2 separate regions of the Manis pentadactyla genome follow, and region 1 is linked to region 2. Evidence: chromatin contacts called from public Hi-C data. All regions are on one chromosome and are shown on one strand. The core of a region is the stretch at or near the end of the contact, and the rest is flanking DNA. Distances in the headings are between cores, read along the strand shown.

Region 1 (6,623 bases), core at 2,602-5,101, 160 kb before region 2:
CTGTATTCGTTGCCAAACTAAATATGGGAGAAATGTTTTTCCCTGAGGACAGATAAGAACAGGGAGGAGGTTACATAGGAACTGCAGAGAACTGATTGTTAACCAGATTAGATGAGCTGGTATATATGTAAGGGCTTAAAACAATGCCTGGTGCACAGTAAGTTACAAGAATTAAGGTAAAACTAAAATAGACCCTTAGAGAGAGTCTTAAAAGCTCAGCATCATAAAAAGTTACAAACCAGTTATAATTTCTGCAGTGGTTTAATACTAATTTGTTTTGCAAATACAGAATAAGGATCACTTAAAATTCTAAACAGATCCATTTGTTTCAGGTTTTTTTCCTGAGAAGTTGCTAGAAAAACATATATATATATATATATATATATATATATACTATTTGGACATTCCTGGGGCCCTCTTTTCACAAGGGCTCCGCAAACACCTGGTCAAATACTATGCTGGAATTATATATCTGTCTTCTTCCACAGGTCAAACATTCTTTGCACTGAATTGAATTCTACAATTCTGGCCACTGTGAATTATTCCCTTCACTACCAAACCAATTTCAATACAGATCCCTTGACCAAAACAAATATTAAACCTCTGAATTTACTCCCCTAGGTTTTGGAATTCTGTAAACATACTCCTAATGTTACACTGTAATAACACATTATGATATCATACCTTTTGGATTTCCTCAGGTAGCTCATATATAGGAATGTGACGATCCATAATTTCCCAAAATATGCTGAGGGACCTCTGAAGTAAAATAAGCTAAAAACATTGACGGCAATAGTTAGAACTGTAATAGTATGAAGAAAATTCAAATTAAAAGATATAAATTACTGGGAGTATTTGGGGATGAATAATGATAACTGTTTCAATAGGTATTTGTTTCAACTCAGTGCTAAAAGGTAGAACTGTGCCTTTCAGTTATTAAGCCAATAGAACAGGAAGGACATAGAGTCTGCTCAGTTAGAAATGGTATTTTCTTTCTTCAGAACCTTATAGTCTAATTCTAATTTCTGTGATGGTTTACTATTATTTGCTTTGCAAATACTTGGTAAGGATCACTTATTTTAAACAGATCCACTCATTCCGTTTTTTTCTGAAAAACTGATTTAAAAATATCTAAATATATCAATCCAGCAGATAAGAAAAGCAACTGTGACATGAATGCTGGTTTAAATGATGAAGTACAGGAAAAAAAAGTACCAGGCTAAGTATGGTATGCAGGTATTGAACAGAAGAGTTGTCAAAGCATGAGAAGCCAAGTGTCAATATTACCTAAGATGAGCATTTGCATATTTTTATGCAGCTGATTTACTTTTAATAGATTTTCATTTTCTAATATAACATAATTCAAGGTAAAACTCTATCACTCCTTTCATAATAACACACAAGACAGAGGAACACTTTGGGAAAGAATAGACAGTCCAGTTGCATGAGTGAGAGATGTGTGTATATATAGAGAGAGTTGGCAATAGAAGGGGCCAGCAGAGTAAGATGATACAGACATAATTCCATAGCTGGGAAGTTCTGTGTGTCAGGAGTTGTAGAGAAGGAACAATATAGGAATTCAGGGAAGAAAAATGTCTCATTTTTCTGAAGGGAGTGGAGAATTAGTAAAGACTTCCTGAGGCTATTTGCTTTTGATCAGGGCAGGATCTTGGCAAAGAGACTGGAGAGGCACAGTACTCTGTCACAGACAGCAACCCCAGCAGGGGCAAGGTGGCAGGGACATTGTAGCTGACTAAAATTCCTGTAGTGGTAGCATTTCTTTAAATTATGCAACCATTAGTGGAAGAGAAGATTCCGCATCTTGTGTGTTAGTACAAAGCCCATGTTTTAATGAGCTGCTATTTAAAACAAGTAACAAGCTGCCTTCCTATATAGACACATAAAATGTGTGTGTGGGAGGGGGGTGTAAAGTTAACTGGGGTGGAGGTAAAGTTAACTGACATGGTTAACATAGGCCCACATGGCCAAGTACATCATCTAAAGTTAGGCAGACTGTCTCTGTGATGTAGCAAGAGCTCATTATTCATAGAAGATTTATTATTCACAGAAGATTCATTATTCTCATTTCCACCATTTTACAGTGGCACTCACCATCAGTAAAATAAGATGGCATGATCCTAACTAAATTGTATTGGGAGTCGAATTTTTCCTAAAATTATCAACTAAATGTCCTTTTAAAATTCCACCCATAAAATTATTTGAGAGCATGAATCTAATGATGGTATAAACAAGGCACCAGTGGAAGTTTTTTATTTCTGTAAATATCATCATTGTCTGTAAATTCGTTCCAACTCTGTGGCCTTACTATACCGAGGGAAATAATTGGCAGTTTTCTTATTGAGGAAAAATTTAAAACAAAATACACTGCCAACCCAGAAAATCCCTCCACAATGAAGAAAGAAACAATTTTATTATTGAATTAGCAGTTAACCAGACTGATGCACAGCACAATCTGCTGAGATACAAAAACAAAGAAATCTCATTTTTTTATACAGCCAAGCAGATATAATCCATTACATACACGTTCTCAAGGTAAATGGTAACTTTGTCTTCAACACAGCTTACTATATATTCTTTCCTAATTCGTTTTAAATTCCCCTGGAAATTGAAGTAGCCATCTGTGCTATCTTAATTGCGTTTGTTCGAAGGAATACATATCGCTAAGACAAAGCAGGCTGTTACTAAAAGTAAGGTGCCTATGCTAAACTCCCAAGGTGATAAGGTGATAGGGGTGCTGTCTTCTTTGAGGCTTACATTTTAAAGAAATGGCTCCCAATTCCTCAAACTGCGTCTTTAAAAAAACTTGCATATATGTATTAAAGGAATAGAGGATACATTCACAAATGTGAGGTTTCTCAAAAAAAGGGGGGGAGTCTCTTTTCCTCTTGGCAACAGTAAAATTTTTAATTTATCCTTACATTATTTTGCCTGTTTTATTGAGCCCCTTTTATTATTTGACATTACACACGCATAGACTGCCCTTCAGCAACAGGTGAGGTAATAACTGACAGCAGCCACGTAGGTATTTGTGAACCCGCAAACAGGATAACGAGGAACATGTCAAAAATTCAGAAATGTCCATGATTATTCACTTCCGATTCCCTTCTTCACACCAGTGTCACGTTGGGTCATTAACTCACGTTCAGCTTTCAGGCCTTCTCATAAAGAACTTCCCCTGGAGTGAATCACCCACAAAAGAGCAGGTCAGAGTCAGGTGAAGCGGAGTTCACGACCTAAAACTTTGCTGAAGAGGCAGGATTTTCCAAATAGAAACCACTGCAAGACCAGCCAAACTGCTGGAAGGGTTTTGAAATCTGTCCCTTTCTAACCCCGTTCCCTCGGGAACCGCGGTGGCAGAAAAAAAGAAGAGGGCGCAGGGGTGAGGCCAAGCCGCGCATTCCGGGGGAGAAGAGGGCGCCGGAGCCGGCGGGCTCGAGGAGACAAAAGCTGGGGCCGCAGAGCGGAGCGGAGGCGAGGCTCGGAATCCCATCCCCTCGCCGCAGCGCCGCGGCTCAGCTTCCGGCCCTCTCCCTGGATGCCAACACGCCTCCGCTCCGGAACTGCATCCCGGGGGACCGGGTCATCCCGGGGGACCGGGTCATCCCGGGGCTCAAGGAAGCCATTCATTATCTCTCACCTACACCTCGATGCTACCAGATGCGAAACGGCTTTCCCGGTCTCCCGGGAGACCGGGCCTCACGTCGGCATGACGTCTGGGCGCAGTGACGTCAAGGCCCACGCCGCTCACCAACGCGGAAGCGGTGCTCTCCCACCCCGCCCGTTCCCCAAGCGCCGGGCGGAAGAGGGATCGTTGGGGGGTCGGGGGCAGTGGCTGCACTTACTCGGAAAGCTGGGGGAGGGAGGGAAAGGGCTTGGAGGGCGGGCTGGAGACGTGGTAGGACTGAGGGTATGGCGGAAGACGTCCCCAGCCCTTTCGTGCTTTGGAGAGAGACACTCCCGGGGGTTCAGGCTCCAGTCCATCTTGCCTATCGTCCCTGGCTCTAGGGTCCCCGAGGCAGACAAAGCAGTGGGCAATTAATTGTTCTTGATCAGAAAGGAGAGTTGCCTATGGAAGAAATGGGTGTAATAGGAAGCTCTGGTCACAGTCACTGCCGCGAAGGGCAAATTAATTGGGAAAGCATTGGTTAAATTTTCATCCTAGTCCAAAAGTAGTTAAGATGAAGGGCTTAGTTCAGAAGGTATCTTGAGAACCCTAGTTCACAATTTGTTGCTTTATGGAAGGCTGCCCACCCTTACACGCGAATTGCTTTCCTTCCTTCATAAAGCTGGTATTTACTGATGACCTACTAGGCGACAAGTACTGCATACCAGGATGGGGTGATGCTGTGACTAACCCAGACAGGGGCTGCCATTGGAATGATTTGCAAGTGACTCATTTGTAGTCCAGATTTCTCCTTTTTAGGGTTACCTGAGGTCCAGAATGCAGCTCTTCGAAGAAAGAAAACCTTTGCAGCTCGCTAGCAGGAAAAGAGACTTGTTACTACTGAATGAAGTTACAGTTGAGTAAATACAAAGAAAATCAGGTAAAACCTATAGACTTAGAGGAGAGGTCAAATAATGCAGAGCAGTACTAAAACAGTAGTCACACTGATGATTGATACCTTTTTATAAGTGAAAATGACATCATGAAGTACTGACACTTCTAAAAGCCTTATTCCACAAAACACTAGATGTCTTCTTTAGATGTACCCTGAACACTTTATCTGATGGATATTTTTGCCCCAACGCCTGCCAGTGACTTCCATTTAATTGGAAAAGATAGGCAATAATTAGGATTGAAGCGAGGATGTGGGGTGGGGCAGAGGACATCCAATGAAGTGTTCAAGGATGGTATGCTTTTGAGAAGCTCAAAGAACTTTCAGAGCTTTTCATTCTTAGCATGTTTTTTTTCTTTGGAGGACAATGAAGGTAGGACTGTTCTCATTTTGTAACACTGGGGGTTTAGATATAGGGCACAAAAAACAACTCATCCCATTTCCATTGAGTGCTTTATCTGGAACAGGAATTGCACACCTAAAGCAAGATCATTCTGTTCTGAGCCTAGTTAGGTAAGTAGTATTATTCATAAAGTTTGGTAAGTAGTAGGCTCCCACCCTTCCTGGAAAGGATGTGGGAAAATACTACTTTGCAAGTCTGATAAAAATATCAGAAAGTCTATCTGAGATTGCTAATTTCAAAGTGAGCTCAGAACTGTGCAAAGGCAGCATGGCAAAATTACAGTTAGCCCAACTTTATTTTTATCCTGTGAATCAGAACACAGTACAATTGCTATCACCTCAAAAGTTTGAGTAAAATGGTTGCAGAGAGGCTTCTCAGGTTAGAAGCAACTATAGCCTTTACTGCTGTTTCTGGGTTCCATCCAATGCAAGTGCAGAATTTTTTTAAAGTCAACATTTATTAGGTAGGCTCTATTTACCAGCACTTCACACACAATATCTCAATTATTTGGAATCCTTCCAAACATAACTCAGATCCTACTTATTGTTCACTTTCACCTAAATGGTGGAAGTGGCCAAGGGTATGGTCCAACGTGATCACAGAAGAGTACTTAGGCTGAATATGAGTATAAACAGAAGCACCTGGGCCGATGTACTGTTGACTCTGCCAGCCAGCCAGTGGACCATCATCCTACTGTGCATTAGTAACATATGTAGATATCAGAGAGGTATTTAATTCCTAGAACTTCACTTCGTCTGAGACTTAACTTTCTTCATAATTTTATGATACAACTTCCAGTTTTTAAAAAGGAAGTCAGCTACAAGTGACCTTGCTTTGTTGTACTTACCTCAACACATTTTATTCCAAAACTGGATTTTCTTTCCTCATACTGTTTTTTTTCTTTAACTGCTCATCAACATTTAAACTTTTAGACTCCTTTGTAAAACCACTTTGTATAGTTTTGTACTGAACCCAGAATGACTCTATCCTGGAAATGGCTTTGACCACAAAATACTGTTTGTGAATTATGCTCTGTATGTTTCTGAATCCATCATATGTGCAGTATAAACAAGTACCTAATAAAATGAAGGTTCCAATGTTTTAGCATCTTTCTCTAGGATTTCAAATGTTTTGTCATCTGTGTACTCAGTTCATTTTAACCCTGAGAATATGATTATTGAATGGAATTTACAATGAGACAAGTCAGGCCTTTAAGTGATACTCTCAAATATTAAAAGTAAACCAAGCACTACAGTGAAACATTTGATGGTTATAAATGTATCCTCTTGTGGCCTGTTCACTCCTGAGAAAAGCTTTACCCCAAAATGTAGTATGTACCAAATACAGCTTAATATCTGTTACATGTTTATTATTAAAATATAATAGACATATAACATATTAGTTCCAGGTGTACATGATTCAATATTTGTATATATTGTGAAGTAATCACCACATTAAGTCTAGTTAACATCCATCACCACGCATGATTACAGTTTGTGTGTGTGTGATGAGAACTTTTAAGAACTTCTTTCTTAGAAACTTTCAATTATACAATATGGTATTATTAACTATAATAACCATGCTATACTTACATCCTCACAACTTATTTTCAAGAATGTATTTAAAAACACACACAAAAGAAT
Region 2 (6,720 bases), core at 3,859-6,358:
AAGAGAGCATGGACAGAGATGCTCTTCTCCCCTCTTATAATTTTAATCCTTACTCTTGGTCATACAGTAATAACTCTTAGTATCACACACTTTAAATCATGTTATAGAAGAAACAACTTAGAAATATACACATTAGTGCTTTTATACAGCCACTTTTGCACTAGAAATTTGCATGTGGCAACTATCATTTTCTTCTTTACTCTTAACTTCAATTAAAGAAGAGTTCAAACGTGGAAACCAGTTCCCGATCACTGAATATTGCTTGGACATCCATATTAAAATAACCAAATTACTTACATACCTGTTTTTTATATAAATGATATATAAACATACCCACTAACATAAATCTTTACTTTGTACACTGTTAAAAGACTTTCCAGGTTTAAAAAAATAACCTGAATTGTGAAACAATTCACTTTATCTGTAAGATAAGAATAAACTTAATGGTAAAAAGCTTTAAAAAAGCTAAAAAAAAAGATTTAACAAGTTTGGGCATGATTCAGAAATTGAATCATTCATAGAAAAATTACACCTTTCAAAATGAAAAAAGAGCCACAAAAATCTCTACTATTTTCTTTTAAATTAATAGCAGCTATTCAATATGCAAAACTTTAAACTGCTTTGCGGTTCTCTTTAAAATCATATAAAACAGATATTATGTTGTAATAAGATTCATTATGGATTTTCTTTCAAAAGCAAGCTCCAAGCTCTCCTACGTGATTAAAATAGTATTTGATTCATAACATTCAACGGCTGTGCAACTTCTTGGTCACACACATATTGCACAGAGTGACACCTGAATTGCTCAAATCATAAAACTTTCATTGTCTTATCATCAGGTTAGGTAAATAAACAGCCTACATTCAATCAACATGAAAAATCGGTAACATACATCCGAAAGAATCACAGTGGAAAAAATAAAACCTGTTAGATTACTACTGAAAGAAACTACCCTACCTATTATCTTTTATTAACTTAATCTTCTCTAAAGGACTTAACAGCTTTAAAATAGTTATAAATACATACCCATACTTCATTCTCATTCTATCATTCTCTGGGTTACAGTAAAATCTTTCCAAGTGCTCCTGGGAATCGTTGGACACACTCTGCCACTTACGCGTAGTTGTTCTCTTGATCTGCCAATGATATGGCAAGATCGTGTGGTGCTTCAAACAATCCCTGCCATAGATACAAGTGCCTTGCAAGAAGTCCATGCAAATTTCAATTCCATTCTCTTGGTGAGTATGGTACTGTAGCTGGTTCACCAGTTCAAACACAAGGTCAAGGGAAGCCTCCTCACTTTTATCCTGAAAGAGCTCAGTACTCAATTTATCACTGGTGTCCAAAATGTACTGGATTGTAAAACCGCTGTCTTGGAAACCCCCTGGAATGTAATCCATGACTTTGTCTATGCAGTCAGGACTAGTAGGAACATCACCTGAAACTGGGTGTAAAAGGTCAGTCTGGAAGTGCCCTGCTGTAGAATCTTCCACTGTCCCATTGATGGTTTCTGATGGAAAGCTGTGATCCTGGATTGGAACCACTTGTTCTGGAGCATCAGTGGAAGGATGGGCTTCTGATATTTGGCCCCCGACATTGGTCCCATCAGAAATTAGGACAGACATACTGTTTTCTGGTGGACATGATGGATTGATTTCCAGGGGTTTTTTCACCATAGGTTTATGTAAGCTGTTTGCATCCGCACTCTGGTTTCTAGATCTAAAAACCCCATCAAGCGAGCCAGATTCTAACAAAGTATTTAATATTGGCCTCAAAGACCTCAGGGTTTCGGTTCCCAATCTCTTCTGATCTTTTTTCTTAAAACAAGTCTTCAATGGAGTTATTTTCTCAGAGAGTCTCATCTGGCATGAAAAGTCATGAGTAGGAGAAGGCGGCTGCACTACACAGTCTGGCTCAGGTTCGGTGGTTTCCATTTCCATGATGTGGTTTAGTTCCAATTGCTCCTCAGTCTAAAAATCCTACCAGGAAAGGAAAGAAGATCATTTACAAGCTGACAACAACTGAATCCAATTCATTGATCAAAACGTTTTGTTTTAGTCTGCGACTAAGTCCCTGTAGTCACTCTCTTTATATTTCATCTTTATGGATCAACTTAAATTTTATTGAGAAATCAAGACTCTAAAGCAGCTAAGACTATTCAAAAGTCCACAGCAGGTAAAGCTAAAAGAGAGAGAGTATTTTCTGAAAGGCTCTTGACATTTATTTGTGGACAACAAACGACGACTTCTAATTCTGCTGGGTATGAATTTTCACTTGAAGTCTAGGGTAGTGTGGGAGGATGCAGGGTAGAAATATGTGCATCTATCTGATGACAGCAGGGAAACCACATCTCTGCTGCTTTGTGGTTGTCTTTACAGTTGTTTATGTGTCACCTATCTCATGAGGTGGCAAAAACTGTTTCTGTGTAAAAAAAAAGTTCAAATGAAGGATAAACCTCAAAGTTAAATAGTGAGTGAATTTGGGGTATGGAGATATACTCAGTAAATAGGAGTTCTCAACTGAAATGTTATATAGGAGAAAGCCAGGCGACTGTTGAAGCACTTCTATATTCCAGAAAGTTCAACTATATTCTTCAAGAATGTTAGGGGTGTATTTTTGCAATCCTCCAAGCATTACCACCACCAGATAGATGCTCCATAATATTTTTGGCTTAATTACTGAAGAAAAACCTCCTATTAAATGACTAGAGGAGGAGTACTAGGGCTTGTTTAGCAACAGAAGCTACATCAGCAAAACCACTACACAGTTTTAGAAACCAGACAGCTTCGTAACTCAGAAGGAGCCTCCTTGTTCTTGTCTTCAGAAGTTATATATATGCATTTTTTTAAAAAGGCAAATGAAGGCATATTACAGAAAAATTACACAAGAATGTAAAACACACACCAAATTTCAGATTCTTAACGAACTACTACTACTGATGCTAGAGAAGTGCTTTCTTCAAAAATAAGACCTCTCGGGGAAAAAACAAACTAGAACATAAAGTAAAAACCAAAGAAAACTTTTAAAATGACACATGGTGTCTCCTCCACAATCTACCATCCACTAATTCTTAAAATATTCACTACGCATTGGGTTGGTGATGAGCAATTAATCCTCTTCTCTCTTGTCCAGCAGATTGAAAGAGATCTTTGATTCAAGGGCCCATGACTTCAAGTATGCTTCCCAAGAGTGCCTAACACAAATGTACAAGGTAGATGCTCCATAATATTTTTGGCTTAATTACTGAAGAAAAACCTCCTATTAAATGACTAGTTCTGTTAGTCTTTATGGGTCAATAGTAACAAAATGATAAAACTGAGTACTCAGAAATATGAATACTAAAGATCTAATTAGATTCCTGAATCGATGTGTAAAAAGTGCACAGTGATTGAGCTCAAAAGAAATTGCACAGTATATAACGAAGTGTTAGGGTGCACAGTAAGTACAAAATGAAAAGGTACAGAAAGGAGAGCTCAGTGTGCGCTGGCATTGTTAGGGAAAGCTTCACCAAAGCGGGACTTGACATAAGACATAAATCAACTGGAAAGCAGCCAAGCCAGGAGTTATTATTCATTTGGTGATCTTGCCTCAAGGCACAATTGGCATAGACAGTGGTATTCCCTCTCCACCACACCAAATCGGGCTGTGCCTTCCCCCACGAACGCACACACACATAACCACTCCAATCACACCCAATCAGGGCAGAACAGACAGTAAGCCAATTTTATTTATATGTCTGTATAGACATACTACAACTTTTCCTGCTTTCGCCCTCCGTCAAACTCGGAAATAAAACTGAGAAACAGGCAGAGAACAGGAGCGGCTGGAGTGGGGAAATCACTAGAAGCTAGTTCCTCAATTAGTTTGCATAACAGAAAAATAAGATTGGAAGGACACTTCCTCCGGTCCCCGCTGCAGGCGACCTACCGCTCCACCCTTCACCTCGTGATGCCCCCGGGTCTCCTGCACCGCCAACCCCGAGCGCTGTCCCCGGAAAACGGCTGCTCCAAACTCAGTAATCTGGCCGGCCAGCCGCCGCCAGACTCCCGGACGTCGAGCGCGGGTCCGAGCGACGCCTCCTACCGGCAGCGGCGGTTTGCGCAGCTCCGCGCCGCCCGACTGAGGAAACGCCCGGCGCGGCCGATTCCGGGTGTCCTCAAGCCTCGCCCCCGCCCTCCCCGCGGTAGGCGACCCCAGAATCCTCGGCCCAGCCTCCTCCCAACGGGCGACCCGCGCCCAGGCTTCCCTCCATCCCAGAGGCCCCTCCGGCACCTTCCACGGTTAGTTTCGTCTTCACCTTGTTAACCGACCTTCCCGAGAGGGTCGTCCTGCGAGTCCCGGAGGCTCGCAGAACTGACTCGCGAAGCGCCGCGAAAACGCGGTGGGAGCTTCTCAGCGCGGCGGGGCGGACGACGACTTCTGAGCCTTCAAAGTTAATGTGAAAACAGCCCGCAAACTTCTGGGTTGCAACCGGGACGCAGGTCCGCCGGAAGGCGCCCCCAGCTGCCGGGGCCTCCCCTCGGTCTGCCGAGGGCACCCCCCCACGCTACGCCCGCCTCCGAGCGCCCGGGGTCTGCCCCGCGGGGGAGGCCGCCCAGTCGCGACTCCGCGCCCGCTCGAGTGCGAATGCGGAGACGCCGGCGATCTGACGAAGCCCTTCAGTGTCTTCCTCTGATTTATACACCTGCCAGCTGCCCTAAGTGACTAAGTGGTAAACCAATTCCATCCCGATATAGACGGGATCCCAGTGAATTCGGTTTAAAAAGGCACGGACTAAATATCAAGACACTCTAGATCCGCGAGAGGCTGCGAGGCTGCCCCCTCCAGCGCCCACCACCCCCGCTAGGGTCCCTTGTCGGCCCCTCAGAGCGCACCGGGAGCCCTTTACCTGAACAGGCAGCCTGAGAGAACCAACCTCTGAAGACGCGTCGCGGCTCCAGCGGCTTTCTGGCAGCGTCCGCGCCGGGGGGCTGGCGCCGAGGGCCGGCTCGGGCGTCTAGGGGTCGAAGACCGGAGACGGGACGAGCAGCGCCCGGGCCATTCCGCCAGCCGAGCGCAGAAAACCGCCACAGTACTCCCAACACAGCTCGCTCGCCTGTCACCTCGAGCTCTGCCTTAAAGTGGCTTCCGGTCGCCTCCTCTCGGCAGCCCAGTCGCGGAGGCGGAGCTGGGGAGGCGGGGTCGGAGGCGGTGAGGGGAAAGGGCTGGGCGCTGAGTGGGTGCCGGGAAGGAGGCCCGCCCTGCGTGTGCGTACGCGCTCGCTAGAGGGGAGGTCCGCGGGGTGTGCGTGCGGCGGACGCGTGCTCCCGCGAGGGGGCGTGTCCTTTTGCGGGCCGGCCGGACGTCTACGCGCGTCGCGGAACGCGCAGCTGTGAGGAAGAAAGGTGCGCGCCGCGTCGGGCGGGCTCCACCTGCCTGCGGACAGGGAGGGTCGCTGTGTTCCGAGGTAACCTAGGCACCCGAGAGAGAATGTGAAACGGAACCACCCATTTCTGTTCTGTTCGCCTCGCTACAGGCCTCCCGTCCTGACGCCGCCGGACCCCGAGAGGAGGCGAACGGCCGCTTCCAGTTCTGCGGCCAGACGGGGTCGCCCGTCCCATATCGGACGAGCGGACCGTGCACCGGGACCGGCTGCTACCCGGCTGGGTTGCAATCAATCCCGTCTCAGTAGGAACGGGCGCAGCATTCACAAGGGAAACGTGGCTTTGGGGTTTTGATGGTAAAGGCGCGAATACGTGTGTTTTAAAGCCCACAAACAGTAATTTATTTATTCAACAAATATTTGTCGAGCGCGCGTTGTGTGCCAGGCATGAACTAGACTTGGCTACAGCCCTGATCAACCCGGACGCCATGCCTGTCTTCGTGGAGCTTGCAGAGCTCCATGTGCTCACCTTTAAAATACACACACTGCTTGTGAATTTGCCATATTTTCTGGATTGTAGAATACCTTAGAAGGTTAGTCCATATATTGAATAGCTTTTCAGTGGTGGAGGAAAAAAACATTACATTAAATTCATATAATCACTATATATGGGGAAAAACGCCCTGGTCAAAATCACTATTTTTGATCACTATAGACAGTGATCAAAAATCACTATTAGCCTCATGACAATCACTATTAGATCATTATTTTTTATTTTGACTAGGGTGTTTTTCTGTATCCCCAAAAACTGGCAGAGAAAGGAACACAGTTTGCTAAGGGATGCAGTCAGCCTGTAGCATGGCATCCAAACTGATTTAATTCCATAATTTGGAGATTTTTCTGGGTTGAAAAGCCAACTATTACCTTACTGGACATGGTAGCTTAGGAGCTAAGAGGTGGAAATACATATTATGGTTCCAAGACTTTTAAACTCTTCCAAACCAGACTGGGTGACAAACTAGCAAAGAATAGATTGAGGGTATTGTCTCCCCAGCAGGCTCATTTCAAATTGCATCAAGGCAGGGCAGTTAAACTAAGGTGGGAATAATATGGAGAGAATTCAGAGGTTAATAGGTAAAAGACAAGAATTTTCAAGCTTAAAAACTGTATTAAGATCTTGGTCTGTGCCTAGTCATATATGGAATTGCCTAGAAGCAAGTATCTGGGTTTAAATCTACCATTTTACTATTTGTTTTCTATTTGTTTCATCAGTTCTATATTCTTTCATGCCTTATTTTGGATTTAATATTTTTAATTGTGTTCTCTCCCAACAACTAGGTTGTTTGTTATACATTCTT

What was found. A called contact is a pair of places that touch in the nucleus more often than the background predicts.
Region 1: a Hi-C map of skin fibroblasts shows a contact between it and region 2, with 6 times the contacts expected there. The contact joins the promoter of LEKR1 here to the promoter of TIPARP in region 2. A contact is called at or near these places in 2 of 3 Hi-C or Micro-C datasets (fibroblasts and skin fibroblasts).

What each region holds. Positions count from the first base shown.
Region 1 is chr1:89,843,428-89,850,050 of mManPen7.hap1, reverse strand. It overlaps LEKR1 (leucine, glutamate and lysine rich 1), which reads right to left and starts at 3,851. Exons shown (of 14, transcript XM_057499450.1): 1 at 3,659-3,851; 2 at 2,776-3,196; 3 at 685-774. The coding sequence starts at 732.
Region 2 is chr1:89,682,693-89,689,412 of mManPen7.hap1, reverse strand. TIPARP (TCDD inducible poly(ADP-ribose) polymerase) reads right to left here and starts at 5,108. Exons shown (of 6, transcript XM_036904130.2): 1 at 4,916-5,108; 2 at 1,027-1,979. The coding sequence starts at 1,940. LOC118921962 (a long non-coding RNA gene) reads left to right here and starts at 5,268. Exons shown (of 5, transcript XR_008996831.1): 1 at 5,268-5,446.